Regions from separate parts of the Anas platyrhynchos genome. Here region 1 is linked to region 2. The links are chromatin contacts, called in public Hi-C maps. All regions are on one chromosome and are shown on one strand. Each heading gives the region's core, a stretch centred on a gene start, on an enhancer-like site or on the middle of the called end of the contact. The rest is flanking DNA. Distances are from core to core; before and after follow the strand shown. Region 1 overlaps TTBK1 (tau tubulin kinase 1). Region 2 holds the start of TTL (tubulin tyrosine ligase).

Region 1 (3,170 bases), core at 425-2,924, 82 kb before region 2:
CTTGTTCTTGCAAAGAGCATATCTTTGTCTTGGTCACAGGACGATGGTAGCAGCAGTTGCAGGTATTGGGCCATCTCTGCCACCTGTGACCAAAAGCATTTGCTCTAGAGTGCTTTACTTCTTAGCCCCTTTACTCTGAGGCATTTATAGGGGCTTCACTTGGTGAGTGACTGTGAGAAAGCTAGCTCAGCGAGTAAATATAAAATCTGTTTAGAAACATTTAAAAAATGGAGATACGAGAAAGAACTGATGTTGCCTTCCATCCTGATGGTGTTCCTCCAGAACCTTTGCACCCCATTTTTACCTTTATGGAAGAGAAAATTCGGAAATGTGTAGACTCTGAGGGGAGGTAGCTTGGGAGCAGTGTCATCTAGGGTCAGTCAGAACTTTGTCCAAGCTACTGAGACGTAGGAAGTACTTTTTTCTTCCTTTAATACTTAAAGCAATGCCATTGCTTCATCCAAGGCCGCTATCCTTTCTTTTTCAAACTTATGCAGCCCCCTCCAGTACCCTTTTCCCCACAGGATCTTCCCAGGATTTGTGCAATTACATAACTTTGGTGGCAGGGGAGTGTAGTTTTTGATAAGATTATGCTGATATGAGATCTGCTTCCTTACCAGCATGAGGGTTCCCATCCAGCTGGGGTGGTGCAGTTTGAAGCTGGCATTTGTTTAACCTGTTCATTTCTCAGTTTTTCAGTCATGGAAGGCTTGGAGATCTGTTTAAGAAGACATGGGTTATAGAGGGTAACTATTACTTCAGCTCCAGTTAATAACTGCTTCCAGATGCAGAGGATTCTCTTCTGAGAAACAAATCTAGTTTTTCCTTTGTGATTTTTTTTTTTGCCCCCCTTCCATGAAAAGGTTCATTTTGGGGTGAATCCCAAGACCGTCCATAACAAATATGACATTATGGGATACATGGACCTTTTCTATGAATCTAACCATTTCTTCTTCTAAATACAGCCTTCTGCCATGACTGAGGCAGGGATGAGAAGAGTCTTCTTATTCCCTGTATTGTCCCAGTTGCACAACCGACCTTTGCAATGCAGCAATGAACTGTAAGCACTCATTGCTGAGACATATTTTAGACAACAGAGCTAAAAAGCTAGAGAATGGGTTGAAAGGTTGTCTTTTAAAATTTTTGGAAGTATCTTCTGCAGCAAGCGTACAAGAAAAATCATCATCTCACCTTCATTTTTACAGCAGAGGGTGTTCAATACAGAGAACCAGGGCTGAGTAGAAAATCTGAACTTGGAGGGGAACAGAGACATGACAGATAATATGATGAGCAGCCTGTGCTCGTATGCTGGAGGTGTGTGGAGTCATGAAGGTCTTCAGTGCTAATGTAGGTCATTTTTTTGACAATAACTCCTTCATCATTACTGGTCTTTGTTCAAGTCTGCTAGGCTTGTCGCTAAGGTGCCGTACAGACAGCGTTATGCTTTTCCCCTCTCTGTGACACCCTGCCTTCAGCAACACATTCTCCGTGGTTCCACAGATATTAATTGAAAGTGATGGAGGTTTTAGCAACTTGGTCTTATTTATTAGAGAACAGAGGAGAGGAGAGGCTTTGCTATGTTTTTCCAGGAGCCTCTCTCTGCTTGCAGGATCTGGCACTGAGCTGTTATGCTCAGCAAGCATTTTTTTTTTTTAGCTTAGTCAGCTGCAGCCCATTGATTAGATCTCGGTCTCCTCGTGGCTCAGACTGCACTGCAGTAGTTTGCAGTGCCTTGCTGAAAATACCATGCATGTGCGAGGGCGGCTCTGTGATTCGGTGGGTAGAGAGGAGAGGTTGTAGGCAGGGCGATGCGTAGCCTGTGTAGACGAGCATGATGAAGGCTGCAGAAATGTGTCAGCTAATTGATATATTTATTTTCCAAGTGTCTGTGCACAGTGTTAAAAATAGCCTTCACTGCAGTGAGCAAGGTATTAGAAGAGGAGAGTATGGTACATTTTGCTATAGTTTTCCTCCCTGCTGGAAAGTGAGCTATAAAATAACACAAAGGATGTTAACTCCTAGATCCTAAGACCCCAAATATTCAAACATAGAAGTCCAGTAGCTTTTTCACGTACTTTTAACTTGAAATGTATCTAAGAGTATAATGTTACTGATAAGATTAACAGCTTTGCAGTAGAATAAACAGATCTGTGAAGCTGTAGTACTCAAAGTGCTATATTAGCTTAGGAAAGGATGTAATTTTTGTCTTTATATTGTGAAAAAGGTAATTGCAGAAAAGGCTGATGGCACAGCATAGTCACATTAATTCACATAGAGATGGGAAGAAGGAAAAAAGCGGACCTATGTCTTAAAAACATTGCACAATTAATGTATTATGAAAGTGCCATTTCTGTGGGAGTGAGTTAGTTACAGAATGTTATAGAACACTAAAACTATAGGACAATATAGAAAATTGTGTACAGATTCTCATTGTTACTCTTCTTGTTGGAGTACCAAATTTGGACTTAAGAAGGGAGTGTGTGTTGTTTTAAAACATTACAACTATGCAGTTTAAATGTACCAATTCAAAATCTGTTGGTGAGCAGGGACTTTTGTATCTTGTCCATTAGAACTTGCTGGTTTTTTGCTTTCTGTACCTGGAAGCCCTGGTGCAGTGACGGTGACCTCAGATCACCTCTGTCAGGTTGTTGATGGTTTTGTTTTTTGTAGCAGCTTTCTAGTCAGAGCTCTTGTACTACAGGGGTGAGGGGAAAGGGAGCAGTCAAGGCTCAAATCCTATACACGCCTGGAGGGCACTGAGATCCTATTTTCCATTTCTGAGTACTGCCATGCTGTAGGGGGCTTCAAAACACCTGAATGTGTCATTCCTTCCTTTCTGACTGGTGCTGTTCCACTTGAAGCTCTGATTATTCTTCCCATTGGACTACAGAAAGAGGAAAAGAAAGCTATTGCTCTGCCCAGTGGTGAGGGAACAGGGGCTTCGCACCCTAGGCAAGTGAATGTTGAGTTGGATTGCAGGTCAAGTCTCCCCTACGTCAGGTAAGTGCGTTTGCTGCCAGGTTACAGAGTGCCTGTCACACACTTTCTCTCTTGGTAATAAATATTAAATTATTTCATGCACAATGCATCCTTTCCGACATGGATGTTCTCAGTCTTGCATCTCAAAGTGTCCTGTAGCTTACAGGTGTGGGTGCACTCTGGAAGGAGGG
Region 2 (3,193 bases), core at 410-2,909:
AAGATTGGGTCAAATAACCATCCAAAATCCCTGGAAAAAAAAAGAGCAATTCCCTATGTACTGCCTTGCGCTCACCAGAGGCAGATCATCGCTCTTATATCAGCAAGTTGCAACACCCTGACATCAGTAACAGATCATAATATTCTTTCAGAAGTGCCACATGCAGAACACGTGTTTGGGATCCGTTTCAGAGTATTGCCCTAGCTACAGCAAGTATCTGAGGGAGATACACAACCTGGCAAGTGCCAGTTCAGGAAAACTTTCAATAAAGAAGGTTATTTTTTTTCTCCAGAGTGGGAGAAGGATGGGATTTAATGTCCTAATGTATTTCTCACCACCTTAGCCTTGTCAAAAGGAAGACAAGTGGGATCCCAAATGAGTGGGGTTGATGGTTTCCATTCCCACTCTGTCCATGCAGGAGCATACCCACAGGCCACTCCTCACACATAAGAGGTGTACATAAACTCACACACACAAAATAAAATGGTTTAATTCTAAATGGCACAGTTGAGGTAATATTGCTTTAAAACCCTTTTCGTTTTTTTCTTGGGGAGGTAAATTAAGCTCTGATTGTTCCAATTTTATATTCAGGAAAAACCTTTAAGCTTCAAAAAGACTGGATTCAGTATCCCAAGATTTGTGTCGGTAAGAATTAGCATCCCATTTAAACAACGTCCATGTCAGCATCCAGTCAAAGATGATACAAAATAGACAGTTCTTTTTCATTTGAATCTTGTTATCGCCCATTTGGCCTACAGTTGAGTGTTTTCTATGTTCCTTAGACTTTTAATAAAATTGGTCTTTTATGATAACAACTTGGAAACACTAATTGTTGTCACTGTCCATAAGGTGGAGAACATTTCATTAAGAACATTTTGCTCAATTTAGCAGAAGAAAAAGACGTAGGTGAGGAGCCGTTTTTAAAATGAGATTTCCCTGTCCTTGAGTCACGTATCGTCTCACGTTGTCAAAGACGAAAAAGCATGCTGGTCATCACCGATTTACCACACATTTCAGTTCCCTTCAGGAAAATACTGTTGATTTGTTGGAAGTGCATCATGATTTATAGCAACCAACACAAGCAGGCAGTGCTGATGGCGTTTCTCATATAGGGTCTGCAAGGAAACCGGGGCATTAACCAAATCAAGAACTCATATCTTTTTATTACTGAGAGGTTTGTTACGAGATCTGAACTCTCCAGGTTGTGAATTTGTGACATGAGATGGGTGCGGTTGGCTGCAGCCTTGTTTAAGAGGAAGACGGGAGCAATGGGTATAAGGAAAGACATTTTCAGTAAACAGAAAAAATCTAACTAGATAACAATGCTTGGGAAGGTTAAGTACAGGAAAACTGAAAGATGCCAAGAAGAAACACAGGATTTGAGGAGTGTGATGGACCCAGGACGAGTGTCGGTGTAAGAGCTCCCCATCCTCGCTGCCTCGCAGCTTGGGGCCAGCATCACCCCCAGAGGTGGCCAGGCCCTTTGTCGCTTGCCACCTTGCTCTGCCACCTGTTTTTCGTTCCCTTTCACCACGACCAGCCTCGATCTACCCTCAGCACCCCGATGCGGGCTAAGGAGCGCTGAGCAGCGCCATCTTCTCCCATCTGCAAAACCCGCTCTGCTTCCGGGTCGCCGCGGGGAAGGCGGTGCAGGGGCAGGGCCAGCACCCCCCTGTGTGTCCCCTTGTCCCTCCCTGTCCCCCCCCTACCCCACCCGGGGCCGATTTGGGGTCTCCCCGCCCCGCCGGCCGCGGGGCCCGGCGCGGTCCCTCCCCGCGATGAGCTCAGCCCGGCGGCGCGTAGGGGCGGGCGGCCCCGGCCATGCGGAGCCGGGACGGGAGGAGGAGGAGGAGGAGGTGGCGGTGCCGGTGGCCGAGCAGGGCCCTGCCTAAGCTGCGGCGGGGCCCCATGGGCCTGGGGAAGCCGGCGGGTCCCCGGGGTAGGGTAGGGTAAAGGGTCCGGGGGGGGGTGTTTTCCCCCGCCCGCCCCGCCGCCATGTACACCTTCGTGGTGCGGGACGAGAACAGCAGCGTCTACGCCGAGGTCTCCCGGCTGCTCCTGGCCAGCGGGCAGTGGAGGCGGCTCAGGAAGGACAACCCCCGCTTCAACCTGATGCTGGGCGAGAGGAACCGGCTCCCCTTCGGCAGGCTGGGTAAGGGCTGGCTCGGTGCTGCCGTGCCCGAGCAGGGTGCGGTGTTGTCGGGGGTCCCCCCCCCCCCCTTTACCCCCGGGTAGGGTGAGCCCCATGGGGTCCCCCATAGCCTGTGGGGCATCGCCTGGCTGTGCCCTGCTGTCTTCTGGTGCCTTGGGCAGTGGCTGCAGCCCCTCGGGGACAGCTGGCCCCAGACAGCGGGCTCCTTGCCGCAGGGACCCCGCAGCCGCCCCGACCCCAACCCCAACCCCAACCCCAACCCCAACCCGCATCGCCAGGAACAAAGGGGCAGCAGCGGGGGGCTCCCCACAGCCCCTTGCAGCCCTGGAACAGGCTCTGTCCCGAAACCGGCACAGCCCAAAAATGAACAGCCCCTGCTGCCCCTCACCAGGCCTCGAAGGATGGAAGGATCGCCCTCCAGGACAGCATCTGCAGTGCCCCCCAAAATACCCAGCCCAGCCTGGGGAGTGGGATGCTGGCATTGGGGGCTCGCACCCCGCAGCGGGACGCTCCCTTTGTTTGGCTCCCCGCGTGTTCAGGACGCTGGCCTCAGGGTCCCCGCCGTCCCCAGGGCTGTCTAGTGGGGTCACGACACCCCCACTTCTCAGCCTGCCTGCAGAAAAACACTTGAGGCTTTTTTTTTTTTTGCTGCTGCTCTGCAGGGTCTTGGCGAGGGTGACAGCACGTCTGGTGCCTGCTTGGGGGGCAGGGGGAGAGTTGTCGGGGAGGCTGTGTGCGTGCAATGCCAGGCCACCCCCCTTTTCTTCTCCCCTGCTGCTCATCCCCTTCTGCCAGCATGCGTGGCCGTGGCCGAGCAAGCTCTGGGAGCTTCCTTGTGTGGGTTTGTCCCCTGCCAGCCCTGCTGCTCGTCCCCTACCCCACCAGACAGGGCCGTGTGCTGCCCACGAGCAGGCAGAGCCCCGCCAGGCGCTGGCAGCGTTGTGGGGTGCGGCGGGGAGCAGAGATGCACTGTCATTGCCCGTGGCTGGTGGGTGTCCGTGCAGAGTGACAGCTGCTGGGCTGGCCCCGTGCTGCCTCCTG

Evidence for each region. Hi-C and Micro-C count contacts between places; a contact is called where the count stands out from the background.
Region 1: a contact with region 2 is called in a Hi-C map of liver, with 3 times the contacts expected there. The contact joins the enhancer-like site here to the promoter of TTL in region 2. A contact is called at or near these places in 2 of 8 Hi-C or Micro-C datasets (liver and subcutaneous adipose tissue).

What each region holds. Positions count from the first base shown.
Region 1 is chr3:15,456,230-15,459,399 of IASCAAS_PekinDuck_T2T, reverse strand. The region is part of intron 7 of TTBK1 (tau tubulin kinase 1); the gene reads left to right. Among named protein-coding and RNA genes, the nearest start is that of TTBK1, 45 kb to the left of the region's middle. Within about 2 kb of position 1,674, at least 1 of the 8 cell types and tissues checked has an H3K27ac peak or open chromatin away from gene starts, as enhancers often do.
Region 2 is chr3:15,374,295-15,377,487 of IASCAAS_PekinDuck_T2T, reverse strand. TTL (tubulin tyrosine ligase) reads left to right here and starts at 1,659. Exons shown (of 7, transcript XM_027453543.3): 1 at 1,659-2,152. The coding sequence starts at 1,996.